2 separate regions of the Capsicum annuum genome follow, and region 1 is linked to region 2. The links are chromatin contacts, called in public Hi-C maps. All regions are on one chromosome and are shown on one strand. The core of a region is the stretch at or near the end of the contact, and the rest is flanking DNA. Distances in the headings are between cores, read along the strand shown. Region 1 holds the start of LOC107863239. Region 2 holds the start of LOC107863243 (silicon efflux transporter LSI2).

What was found. A called contact is a pair of places that touch in the nucleus more often than the background predicts.
Region 1: a contact with region 2 is called in a Hi-C map of pericarp, with 4 times the contacts expected there. The contact joins the promoter of LOC107863239 here to the promoter of LOC107863243 in region 2. A contact is called at or near these places in 2 of 5 Hi-C or Micro-C datasets (pericarp and placenta).

The regions. Positions count from the first base shown.
Region 1 is chr3:218,130,191-218,137,766 of UCD10Xv1.1, reverse strand. It overlaps LOC107863239, which reads left to right and starts at 4,158. Exons shown (of 6, transcript XM_016709064.2): 1 at 4,158-4,396; 2 at 4,487-4,609; 3 at 4,800-4,916; 4 at 5,015-5,197; 5 at 5,911-6,052; 6 at 6,642-7,005. The coding sequence starts at 4,158. The coding sequence ends at 6,814.
Region 2 is chr3:217,974,084-217,981,157 of UCD10Xv1.1, reverse strand. LOC107863243 (silicon efflux transporter LSI2) reads left to right here and starts at 2,271. Exons shown (of 3, transcript XM_016709073.2): 1 at 2,271-3,883; 2 at 4,139-4,328; 3 at 5,523-5,972. The coding sequence starts at 2,741. The coding sequence ends at 5,788.

The DNA.
Region 1 (7,576 bases), core at 2,909-5,408, 150 kb before region 2:
GACTTTTTGCCTTATATTTCAACACCCAAGAGGCGCCCGAAGTTAGGGCTATTATGGTCTTTTAATGGCCTCTTTTTACACTCCAAAGAAGCACCTTTCATTAAGGGTAATGTTGTCATTGTTTGTAATAAGTATAAATAGGCACATTAACTCTTATTTTCCTTAGTTTTGAGATAATGAATTGAGTGACTTTTAGATTGTAATCTTAGTGTTAGATTGTAGTCTTTCTCTTCTCCTTAGGAGAGGGAATCCGAAACTTGAATCCTAATACATTTGGAATTGGCTTTTCACTTGTATTGGATTATTTGGCAAGAAAGGTGTGCTTGAGGAAGTGTGAGTCCTTTGGGTCACCTAAGAGGAAGGTTTGAACTTCTATTGATGAGGTGTGATTGATGGTTTGATACGCCATCTTTTGTTAATTATTTGGTAGAAGTAAGGATCTTTCTATCTATCTTTAATTTCATGCAATTCTTCTTCTTCATCTTCTTCTATTGTGTTGTTTTCTCTTTATGTGCTTGCTGATTTTCGCATCTTTGTGTCCATTTCTTGAATTCCTAGTCTTCTCTTGTATCAAGTAGGAATCCTACTTGCAAAAGAATTGTAATGTCAGTTTCCTAGTTTGAAAAAGAGTCTTATGTAGTGTCTATAAATGAGGTTTCAATCTAATAATTTAGATACAATTCAATAATATTTTTCTCCTATATTTCTTGCATGGTATCAAAGCATTCGTGAGAAAATTATCATTCTAGCATCATTGTGTCGTTTTTCGATGACAAAACGACTGTCCAAATAATATCTTTTTGTCGGTGTATTTCAAGACAAACCAACACCACCGTCAGGTTTGGAACTACCTAAAAAGATCAATTAACCCCTCGTGCTTTCAATTGTCTTTCTTGGTTATTCTTAAGTACAAAAGGAATATCGTTGCTGCTAACTTGAACTTTGTCGGTACCTTATGTGAGCTGAAGTCACATTCTTTGAGTCTCAACTTTACTTTACATCTTTTGATTCTGATTATCCTAACATGTCTAAGGTCTTACCTATATCAACTTTTGAGGTTCCTACCGTTACTTCTACATCTCCGTCCATGGCGCCGCTAGTCTTACCTGTACAGACATTTGAGGAATCAGAATATCTTCAACAACTCCATCTATAGTGCCACCAGACTTATCATCGTTGTCCACGTACAATATACAGCTTAGATGATTTCCATCCAGCACTTGATCCTGCGCCTATTATAGACTTACCTCCTTCGATTGCACTTCGAAAAGGTATATTGTCCACTCGTAATACTAACCCTCATTATATCCTTTTAAGTTATCATCGTCTATCATCACCCAATTATGCCTTTATATCATCTTTGTCCTTTGTCTCCATCCCTAAGCCACAAAAGAAGCATTTTCCCATTTAGGATGGAGACAGACTATGATTGACGAGATGTCTGCTTTACATATGAGTGGTACTTGGGAGTTTGTTCATCTCCCTTCCGGTAAATCAACCGTTGGTTATTGATGGGTTTATGCAACGTAAGTTGGTCCGAACAGCCAAATTGATTGACTTAAGGCTCGCCCTGTTGCCAAGGAGTACATTCAGGTATTTGGGCTTGATTACAGTGATACTTTTTCTCCCGTGGCTAAAATAACATTTCTTCTATTTTTAATCCATAGCTGTTGTTCGACACCGGCCTTTTTTCAGTTGGATATTAAGAATGCTTTTCTCTATGGTGACCTTGAGGAGGAAGTTTATGTGGAGCAACTATCTGGTTTTGTTGCTCAAGGGGAGTCTAGTCCGGTGTTTTGATTGCGTCAGTCACTTTATGAGTCTAAAACAATCTCCTTGAGCATGGTTTGAAAAGTTCAACACAGTAATTCAGAGTTTGGCATGATTTATAGTGAAGTAGATCACTCAGTGTTTTATCGACATTCTGCTCCAAATATATGTTTTTATTTAGTGGTTTACGTTGATGATATCGTTATTATTGGCAGTGATCAAGATGGCGTCATTAGTTTGAAACAACACCTCTTTCAGCATTTCTAAACTAAAAACCTTGACAGACTGAAGTATTTTCTAGGTATTGAAGTTGCTTAGTCTAGATCATATATTGTTATTTCGCAACACAAGTATGCCTTAGACATTCTCAAGAAGATAGGAATAATGGAATGTAAACCCGTTGACACCCTTATGGATTCGATTATTGAACTCTTGCCAAGACGAGGAGCCACTCAATGATTCGGGAAGATATAGGTGTCTAGTTGGCAAGTTGAATTATCTCACAGTGACCAGACCTGACATTTCCTATCCCGTGAGTGTCATAAGTCAGTTTATGGATTCTGCATGTGATGGTCATTGGAATACAATTGTTTGCATTGTGCAATATATTAAGTCAGCTTTAGGTAAAGTATTATTCTTCAAAGATTGAGGTCATGAGCAAATTGTTGGATATACAGACGCCGATTGGGCAGGATCACCTTGTGATAGACGTTCTACATCTGGATATTGTGTTTTCGTAGGAGGTAATTTGGTATCCGGGAAGAGTAAGAAATAAAGTGTGGTTGCTCGATCTAGTGCAGAAGCAGAATATCTAGCAATAGAGCTAGCAACTTCTGAGCTAGTTTGGATCAAAGAGTTGTTGAGAGAGCTAAAATTTGGAAAAATAAGTGAAATGGAACTTGTGTGTGACAACCAAACGGCTCTTTACATTGCATCAAATCCGATGTTTCATGAGAGGACTAAGCACTTTGAGATTGATTGTCACTTTGTGAGAGAGAAGATACTTTTGAGAGATATTGTTACAAAGTTTGTGAAATCGAGTGACCAGCTTGCAGATATTTTCACCGATAGGGTAAGTGCTCATTTCGTTCTTGCTTGCTTTCATTCTGTTATGAGAGAGAGCTGCTATACGTCTATTCTCTTTAGACAAATGACTGTCCGCTGGAAAATACAGAAGTCCCTCACTGGTCCTCGTATTAATTATATTTGCAACAAGCTCGGTGCATATGACTTGTATGCACCATCTTGAGTGGGTGTGTTAGAATATGAGTAGAAATATGAATATAATATAGAATCCTACTTGGAAAAAGATTGTAATATCAGTCTCCTAGTTTGAAAAAGAGTCTAATGTGGTGTCTATTAACAAGGATCTCAATGCAATAATTTGATACAACAATTCAATAATATTTTTCTCCTATATTTCTCACATGTTGAAAGGTTCTACATTGGATGAAAAAAGGATAGGTTATCTCCTTATATAGTCTTGGACAATCATTCCTACATGAGCTAATTATTGAGGTCGAGTTAGGCTCAAATCCATTTGTTAACATGCTATCAAGCAGGACCCATCTCAATTCTTTTTTACCGATGTTGTGCCCCATATGTAATTGCCCACGCTCCATATGCCCAACCCTGGCCATGAAGTGGGGTGTTGGAGAGTCTCACATTGGATGAAAAAGAAATGAGTGGTCTCTTACGTCGATCTTAGGAAATCCTCCCCTCATGAACTAGCTTTTGAGATTGAGTTACACTCAATATTCATTTCTTAACAACATGGAAGGGTCGCAAACTGCTTTAGTTTTTGCTTTCCATCCTCCCAGTTTTTACTCAGGCCTTCCACGTTTTCACTTGAACTAACGTTTCCAAGGAACATAATATAAGATAGGAACTGATAAGTGTTTAGAGAAAATGCCAAATAGAGATCTAAAGAAGGGGGAAGGCGGAGGGGGCAAAAGGAAAAAAATCATTTGTCAGTTCTCAGTGCTCTATACAGACGACAAAATAGTTCTTGAGAAACAGTTATACCTGATAATCAATCTAATCCAATATTTTATATAGAACCTCAATAACCTGTGGTGAGATTTACATGTTCAACCTCAGTTTTGGTTAACTTAGGGACTTTATAAAGGCAACTGGGGACATTCATCAGATGTTGGTTATATTTGATTACTGATCTTGCAGAATGGCCACAAGGCCAAAACACACTTCCATCTATAATCTTCAGATGCTAGTGACATCATAGAAGCCATCTATAATCTTCAGATGCTAGTGACATCATAGAAGTTGAGGACATATAGCTGCATATTATATGCTTTGCATGAAGATGACTGTCTTCACCTTTCGGCATGACTTTTTCATGGTTGCTAACTTATTTGTCCACACTGCAGCTAGTAATATTCCTGTAGTCAAAGAAATTGAAGGACTTGTTGATCCTGGCATCTTCAATGTTGTACGATTTGCTTCTGCAGCAATTCCCTTTATCCCTTTTGTACTCCGAACGAATGATACTCGGACCCGTAATACAGGGATAGAATTGGGATTTTGGGTAAGCTTAGGCTACCTTATGCAAGCAATTGGATTGCTCACATCTGATGCTGGGCGGGCTTCTTTTCTTTCTATGCTCACTGTAAGAGCATTTTCCTGAATTCTTAATTTAATAATAAGCATTTCTAGTTATGGACTGTTCCTCCTTGCTGACTCCTGCTAAACTGATCAGATTGTTGTGGTTCCCTTGCTTGATGGCATGTTAGGATCCGTAATTCCTGCACGCACCTGGTTTGGAGCTCTCATGTCGTTGTTTGGTGTTGTGATGTTGGAGTCCAGTGGCTCACCTCCATGTGTGAGTCCTTGTGGAATTCCTTAGTTGTCAATTCCGAATATGTTTGGGATATGATTACCAAAAGTTTAAATATTTTTTCAACTAAATAATTTGTTTTTAACTTTTTTATTTAAAACTTGTCATTAGGCCGTTTGCTTCCCAACAAACTATTCCATGTAAAGGTGTTCACCTGCAGATCTGAACATTTCAGGTTGGAGACTTGTTGAACTTCTTAAGTGCACTCTTTTTTGGGGTTCATATGCTACGAACTGAACATATATCACGAAGTACTAATAAAGAGAACTTTATACCACTCCTTGGCTATGAGGTTCGTTAGGAAATTGTGCATAACCTATCTTCCATATTCTTGTTGGCCACTATGATTTCAATCTAAGTACCACATAATGTCTGCATCTATTTCTTCAGATGTTGGTTGTTGCTCTCATATCAACCTTGTGGTACTTTATTGGAGGTTCATTTTTCGGTACTCGAGCACTAAATCCGTCAGACTTGACATGGTCAACGTTCTGGAGTTCAACTTTGTCATTTCCCTGGATACCTGCTCTTTACACTGGCTTATTTTCAACTGGGTTATGTCTATGGATAGAGGTACACTTCTCTGTTTGCCTAAATAAATATTCTTCAAGGCACTTTAAATAGCTGCAAATTAGAGCTGGACTAAGGCTCTTCATGTTTGACTTCTGCCAGTTTCAGATATTATGGCTTTATTAAGACTTTGTTCAAGATCTTGATGAAAATCTTTATTAAGGCCTATTCAAACCTATTAAGTGCTAAAAATCTTAATGAAAACAACTGCACTTAATGACCTAAAGTTTAAACCATTCAGATTCAGACCACCATTAAGTGCAAACAAATGAGGCCTGAGAGAGGTGAGATTGTAGTAGCAATGTTTTGGTGTATATTTTTACACTATAAATATAAATACGATGGGAACATATTTTGGTTTTGGTTTGATCAAGAGTCTAGATGGTTAGTGACTTAAAACTTTGTATGTCACTAGATATATTTTTAGATGCTGATTTAAATAGTTGAGTTGAGTAAACTTTCATCACATCCTGCTTGAGAAAAATAGCACTGGACATTTAGTCTGTACTAGTCTCTCTTGAGTTTTGACGATGCGAATATGTACTGAAAGCTGAATGACCAGTATTTGGATCATAAATATCTTTTAGTACTAGTAATATGCTCCTTTATGTGTGTTAACTTATTAGCAATTGTTGTTGGTTTCAAAGATATCAGAAGGATGAATTGACATCTATACGTGACCCTTGTATTGTGTATTGTCTCAATTTAATGTGCAGATGGCTGCTATGTGTAATGTATCAGCTACAGAGACTGCAATAATTTATGGGCTGGAACCAGTATGGGGTGCTGGGTTTGCTTGGTTTCTCCTTGGTGAGAGATGGGGTTTAAGTGGATGGATTGGGGCCGCCTTTGTATTAGGTAATACCAATTCCCTCTTTCAGTTTGTAATAGGAAATCATTCAGTAACTTGGTTCCTGAAGCAAAGCAACAGATTCTCCAGAATTAAAATATTTCATGACTTCTGTTGAGCTATCATTCACAGTGCTGAAGAAAAACAAATCAGAGAAGTAATATATAGATTGGAAACAAACCATCTTGATTCTGATTGTAGTAGGTCGTAGTGTTGTTATCAAATTTGTTCAGATCTAAAGAAATGAGCTTATTTCAGGAATCTTCCTCGACCCATCAACATTTTTTAAAAGTTTTTGTAACCATGGTGTCTAGGCCAGCCTTCCTCGACACATCAGCATTAGACACAAGTTTGACAAAAGGCTTAAAGTTTTATGTCATGCATGTCATTGCTACTCTGTCCCTATTGATTTGAACTGTGAATAACATGGTTTGGTGTTGGTGAGTATTACCACGCTTTGGCTCAATCTTAGGAAAAACAAGGTTGTGCTGGATCGTGTAGTTCACATAGGTCTGATAGTCTTAGGTGTTTTATTCCACTTGGGAAATGTCTGCAGAATTTTCTATGAATCCATTTTTCTCAACTTCTAATATGTAGGTGGAAGTCTATCAGTGCAGATATTCGGAGCTTCATCTTCTTTATCAGGACAAGCTGAAAAAGTTATTCAGGATGATAAGTTATCGATTTTAGATGAAAGGAACAATATTCGTGCTTCACCACTTATCATTAGCTGCAATGAAGATCCATCTGACTTGTGGCGGAAGTCATGAATCTTGTTATGTCGATGTTTATATCTTGCTATGTATATATAGGTGGATATTGTATTAGTATCGTGACTGCTTTACGCAAATACAACAACAACAACAACAAACCCAGTGTATTCCCACATAGTGAGGTCTGGGGAGGGTAAGATGTACGCAGTCCATAACTCTACCTCTAAAGAAGTAGAAAGGCTGTTTCCGATAGACCCCCGGCTCGAGACACAACATACTAAACACATTCATAGTAAAACATGGAACAAGATGGTACGTGAGAAAATGTTACGTGAGATTCATAAAAACTAAAGCACATCGTAACTGTTTTTATGATAGCATACTGTAAAAGAATCGATCTATAAAATATTTTAGATTTATTTCTTCCCTTGGTCACTTCACAATCAGACCTGTAAAATAGAAGTAAAGCACTAAAATGCACTATTGTCTCAAATAAATATAGCAAAAATTTATGATTAAAGTAAAGATAGGTTGGTAACATACCAACTTATCAAACCCTCAAAGTTAAAATATTGCTTATCCTCAAACAATTAAAAATATCCAATTTTCTTTGAGGTGCACCAACATCATACTACATAGCCGTTTGGATATGAGATTTCATTTTGTGATTTGAAATTATGAGATAAAATCAGTGTTGGACATGCAATTTAACATTGACTTAGCTTTTTGGTCGTACGCGATCTTGAAACCTCTTTGCTTGTGGGGGTAGGAGTGGAAAACGCACTTTGCAAAAGAATTGTGTGGCGTGGTGAAAGATTT
Region 2 (7,074 bases), core at 1,022-3,521:
GCAATAAGTTTCATATTTGTTCTCATTTATGTTGATGACATAATGATTACTGGTAGTAGTATTCAACTCATTAAAGAAACTAAAGCTAAGCTAAATCAAACCTTTAAGATGAAAGAATTGGGTGAGTTAAAGTACTTCCTAGGCATTGAGTTTGCGAGAACAAGCCAAGGAATACTTATGCACCAAAGAAAGTACACATTGGAACTTATCTCTGGTTTAAGAAATGCAAAGCCTGCAGTAACTCTAATTGATACTAACTGCAAGCTAACTACAAAACAGTATGATGAACATCTTAAGGAAGAAGTGTCTGATACTGATCCATCAGTTGATCAAGGAGCCTATCAAAACAGATTAAGAAACTACTCTAGTCGACATGACTAGACCTGACATCTCCACTAGGGTATAAAACCTGAGTCAGTTCCTACAACAACCAAAAAAGTCTAATATGGATGCAGCTTTGAGGATTGTTAGATACTTAAATGGACAATCGGGTCAAGACATACTACTATCAAGTGCTCAAGACACTACATTCACAGCCTTTTGTGATGTTGATTGGGTATCATGTCCCAACACAAAAAGGTCTGTGACAAGGTAATTTGTTAAGGTTGGAGATGTAGTATTTGGGAAATCAAAGAAACAACCTCTTGTTTCTAGAAGCTCAGCTGAAGCCGAGTACAGAGGTATAGCCACTATTGTAACTGAAATTATTTGGTCGGTAGGACTGATGAAAGACTTGGGCATTAAAGTGGAATAACCAGTAGCAATCTTCACTGATAGTAAGGTTGTAATTCAACTGGGAGCAAATCCAGTTTATCATGAAAGGATCAAACATATAAAAATTGACTCTCATTTTATAAGAGAGAAGATTATGAAAGGACTTGTATGCACCAAGTACATTCCTACTCAAGAACAACAGAAAAGCTAACCAAAGGCTTGATAAAAGTTCAGCATCAACGACACAGTTCCAAGCTAGGAGTTCAAAACATTTTTTCACTTCCAAGCTTGAGGGAGAATGTTGATATAAGTGATGCAAAAGTTAGTTAAATTAATTGATAGAAGCGCAATTGTGTAATTTTAGCTAGGAGTTGTTAGTTCAGTAAGTTATTAGTCAAGTTAGTTAGTCATTTCACAAAGTTAGTTATAGAAGTAGTTGGTTAGTACTGTATATATGCATCGGTACATTGCTGTATTAACAACACAATTTTTCAGAAATCAATGTAACTCTCTTCTCCTTCTTTCTTTACTCATTCATCAAGAACCTGCATTTCATCTTCCTTCTACTATTAAGATCAGTTGACTACTCCCTTCATTCTCTAAAAACTACAATGAGTCTATCCACTTTTTTATTTTTATTATTTTGCAACAAACTAGAATTGCATTTTAGGTATTACTTACCTAATTAATACCCAATACATTACTTCCACTGAAGTTTAAATCAAACAAAAATATCTACACAAGAATATACGCACATGTATGCAGAATTATATATTAGGAGTATAATAGTTTTGCATAGATTTTTTAGCATATGGTCACAGATATAGAGAAATTTTGTTAACCTGAAAAGGTATATTTAAGAAAATGAAAAAAATTTCTCCTGGTAGATTTAAGTCATTTCCTTCACTGCTAACTCCATTTTCAACTTGGAATGCTATGTATATCCCAAGTTGGAAATCAAAATATTATCTAATCAAGGTTCTTAAATTGTCATTGCTATACTGTAAAATTTAATAGTTTAATCAACTTATGACAATCAAGTTGAAACATAACCAAAGAACATGTGACATTTCCTTCTGCTTCACAAGACGACAATGTTTATAAATAACTTTGACGATTCTTAAGCTCAAAGCAAAAAAGACAAGAAAATAGACTGACCATTAAATAAAAAACAAAACGTTCCTGGTTAACCTAAACTAATAAGCATGTATGTAATTACTAGCATATTTCTGGTATAGTATAGTAGAAAAAAGTTAATGAACGACTTACCGGATCCTTGGGCACAGAGACATGGTCTTGTTCGACACTTTAGAAAGTATATGCATATTAATTAATTCCAGTCATTTGGTTGGGAAAAATTTATCCCGAGATAATTATTCCTAGGATTAGTTATCCCACCATGTAGATGGGATAACTTATCCCATCACTTTAGTGCAAATGGTGGGATAAATACTCCCAGGACAAACTAATACCTTCTACCAAACATGGGATAAAATAATCCCACATTTTACGACTATTATTACTTATACCTCACACCAAACGAGAGTTCAAGTGCTGAGTGAAATTAATAGACATCGGGCAAACAAGTGGCGAGTCAAAAGGAAAAGCATATTTGTATAGGAGTACTTCAATTTGTCCGATTTAGTTTCCTTTTCAAGAAGTTGCTATCTAAACTCCAATAGTCAAACAAGCAACCCGAGTGAATAATAAATGCATTTACATGGTGAAAAGTCTTTAAATTTCAGTGCAAAACATCAATATTTTTTTCTGGACCTGGTGACTCTTCCCCTCTTTCCTGTATAGATGTTCATTTTCTACACTCATAGCATGCCCAATTAATTTACATTGAAATATCACTTGCTAGATAGCTAATCACCTATAACTTTTATCTATTCTCCTGAGTCATTTTTTCATCACCTTGCACAAAAAAAATCGTCTCTCGTATGCCATCTAACGTTTGTTTGACTCGTTTTTCATTTCAGAGATATTCAGTTACTAATGTGAACATACAAAAGAGTTAAGGATTATGGCTATGGCATCGACCGATAGAGTGATTCTTGGTTCAATTGCCTTTGCAATATTTTGGATATTGGCAGTATTTCCTGCTGTTCCATTTATGCCTATTGGAAGGACTGCAGGGTCACTACTTGGTGCTAATCTTATGGTAATATTTCGAGTATTGGCACCCGATGAAGCATATGCTGCTATAGATCTTCCAATTTTAGGTCTTCTCTTTGGAACTATGGTTGTGAGTATCTACTTAGAAAGAGCAGACATGTTTAAGTACTTGGGAAAATTGCTGGCTTGGAAAAGCAGGGGACCCAAGGATTTACTCTGCAGAATCTGTTTGATAGCTGCAATTTCGAGTGCCTTTTTCACAAATGATACTTCTTGTGTTATACTGACTGAATTTGTTCTGAAAATTGCGAGGCAACAAAATCTCCCACCCCATCCGTTCCTTTTAGCTCTCGCGTCAAGTGCAAATATTGGATCTTCAGCAACTCCTATTGGGAATCCTCAGAACTTAGTTATAGCAGTACTGAGCAAGATTAGTTTTGGGAGGTTTTTATTTGGTGTATTTCCTGCAATGCTTGTTGGAGTTGTTGTTAATGCTGTATTGTTGCTTTGCATGTATTGGAAGTCGTTATCTGTTCAGAAGGATGTCGAAAATGCTGAAATAGAATTAGTTTCCGACGAAGAAGTAGACTCTCATCGTTTTTCACCAGCAACAATGTCACATGTTAATTCCTTACATTCTCAGGAACAGTTTTCAGCTGATTCTATGAATACTAGTAATCAAAATCAAGACAATTTTAATGAAAATGAAATCAAGACGGATGCGAACGGGGTGTTTGATTCTTGCAGGAATTCTAATGCCTCAATGGAAGCAGCAAATGATGGATCACTTCAAATGAGGGACAAGAATGTGACATCAAAGGGAATTTTATCTGTCGATGGATGTGAGGATCAAAATTTCACATCTTATGAGGAAAAGCACAACTTTTCTGAAAAATGGAAAAAATGGTTATGGAAAATATGTGTTTATCTTATTACAATTGGGATGTTAATATCTTTGTTGATAGGTTTGAATATGTCATGGACTGCTATCACCGCGGCACTTGCTCTTGTGGTTCTTGATTTCAAAGATGCTAGAGAATGCTTAGAAAAGGTATTTTGGGCTTGTGTTTACATTTCTTCATGTTGTCATGTCAAGTTCAACAATCGCATTTTTCACCTATTTATATAGAGTTTTTCTACGAAGTGACAGTGTATAAGAATTTTACACTATCAGGTCATCCATAAATACATAACCTCTGAAGTAAGACAGATTACCAGCTATAGTATATTAGTTTAATTGTATGTTACTCCTATTGAATTTGAAACATAAGAAAAACTTGTTCATTCTGCTGATTCAACTTTACAGGTCTCCTATTCACTGTTGATATTCTTCTGTGGTATGTTTATCACAGTTGACGGATTTAACAGAACAGGGATACCAAGTGCTTTCTGGGATTTTATGGAACCATATGCCAAGATAGACCATGCTGGTGGTATAGCAGTTCTTGCTGTTGTCATACTTGTCCTATCAAATTTGGCTTCTAATGTCCCTACTGGTTTGTGACTGAACTATTACTTCCTATTTCAAAATACTAAGTACAGTACTATATATCTCCTCTCTTTCTTGTCACTCTCTTACCTTGACACGACCTTTGAATTGTGTCCAAATTCAAGAACTGTTTCTCTGTTTAATTGATTTAGGTGAAGGAGAGAGGTAACTACAGATAGTGCATGCAGTAGGGACTTAAACAAACTGCATTTAATTTCAAGAGTAGATAACTTCAGCAGCTGTACTAGGAGATGTATTAAGACCCTCTGCTGCTTACTCTAGTACAACAACAATAACATGTGTAGTTCCAGAAGTAGGGTCTGGGAGGGTGGTATGTGTGCAGCCTTATCCCTACACTGTGAAGGTAGAGTGGATGTTTCTGATATATAGACCCTCAGCGCAAGCATAGCATATCAAAATCAAGTACCGAAAGGAAATACAATAATGAAGAAAATATGTTAAAAGCAAAAGGAGAAATGAACAACAAACAATTGGTAGCCATTAGCCAACACAAGGAATAACAGGTAATAATAAAATCAGAATAAGATAGTAGGAGAGTAATAATAACAATATTAGTAAGGTAACTAGGCAACGCTCGACTTCCTACTAATTAGCTAGTAGCAGTAGTAGTAGGTATCCAATACTTACTCTAGTATTTAATATTTATCCAGTGGCTTCCTACCTAGGATCTTGAATGTTTGTCCAACATGACCTCAAAATATCAACATCTCTTAATTCAGTTATTGGCTCAATTGTTCTTCATTGTAACTAGATTAGCTAGCATATTCCCTACTTGTGTCACATAGTGTGTCAAGTTCTTGTAGGTTCAATGGCAGTATTCCATCGACCAAAATTAGCAGTGTCAAATGAGCAGGTTTGAACGGGTTGAAAACAGGTTGAACAAACGACAAGTTAAAATCCAACCATCATACTTCGTCATTAGGATCAAAATCAGATCAGGTACTGAAAAAGAATTAATCAGATTAGGTGATTAATATGCATGTTGAAAATAGATTGACCAACAACTTGATTGATTTAATTTAAATAATTCTCTCTCTTAAGGGCGGATGAGATACTATGTTCATTTTCGAATAAGATTATCGCGAATTTCTTTATCAAACTCATTTTCTAAGAGATATAGAGATATTATAGTATACTGCTAAGAATAACTTGTGCTCTTTGTTAATTTTGTGATACGTAGTTCTATTGCTGGGAGCTCGGGTAGGTGCATCAGCAGCTACAATATCTGCAGCAAGTGAGAAGAAAGCATGGCTCATCTTAGCTTGGGTTAGCACTGTGGCTGGCAACCTTTCATTATTAGGCTCCGCAGCAAACTTGATAGTATGTGAACAAGCTCATCGGGCTCAGCCATCGGGCTATAATCTCTCATTATGGACTCATCTCAGATTTGGAGTTCCCTCTACTCTAATTGTTACAGCTATTGGTTTGACACTCATCAGAGATTGAAATTAAATTTGTAATATTTAGTTTAATAACTTCAAAAAGATTGTCTACGTTAGTTTACCTTATGTATTCTGTTATTCAACAAGATTTTGTAATTGTCTTTACTGACACAACACTTGATAGAATTGTCAGTTAAAACTTTAGTGACACCAAATGCAGAGGCTAGTCAGTCGAATTGCCCGTGGAAGTTGCTAAAGACCATTTTTGTAGTAGTGAATGTTGTCATAAAAAAAAAATGTAATTAACCAAACAGGAAATTCTAGATATACCTTGTATAATTCTTTCCATCCAACAATTTTTTAGTTGACTGTTAGTCCACATTGACTTAGATAAACAAACAGAATCTATCTATCTATCTCACTCTATATATAAGCAAAACTAAAACAAGATAAGATGCCAAGTGACAATATATTAAAATAGTCAAGTGGCGATTTTTAGTATAAAATTAAAAAATATTTTAAGACAAAGTTAAATATATTGTAATGAAAATTTTGAATTGAAAGATTAAATATTTGAATTTGAAATACTATATATTATATAGTAGAGGATGAAACACCACAATTAGCTACGTGGCAAATTACAGAGAAGTCACGTGGCAGTTTTTAAGACAAAATTATAAATGTTGTAGAAAAATTTTTGAATTGAAAAATATAAATTAATTAAAAATATAAATTTAAATATAAATGACAGTAATTACAAAGCCTTTTTTTTTTTCAATCAATAATTTTTGGTTTCCCAAGGTATCCCAGCCCGATAGGCCAAAGAGTAATCCTCCGTGGATCTGAGCTCCATTTAAGGATTTGTCGTTGGTCAATTGGTTGCTGCATGCACAAAGGGGGAATCGAACCCCCGACACTTGCTTAAGCGACCTAGTGAGCTAACCACTAGGCCAACCAAGCTTGGTTTTTTTCAACCAGTAATTACCAAGCTGAAGAGTTTAAATTAGTGAGAATCCTAACAGACTCCTATTTTTTTTTTTAAATTTAGCATAAAAACAGCGAAATAGTTGTCCTCTTCCTAATAATATGGTAGCTATCTCTAATCACTTAAGAATTCGATTATTTTTGTGGGTTATGTAGTCAAATTTAAATTTTTGTTAAAGATAAAATGTTATAATTAAATAAATATTTTGAATTTGAAACTGAAAGTAGTGGCGCTAATTTATTTATTCATCTAAATTAAGAAATAAAAATTTAAATAAGTTAGAAATTACCTACTGTTATCACTAACTTAATTATTATTATTATTATTATTATTATTATTATTATTATTATTAAAGCTTAAAATAC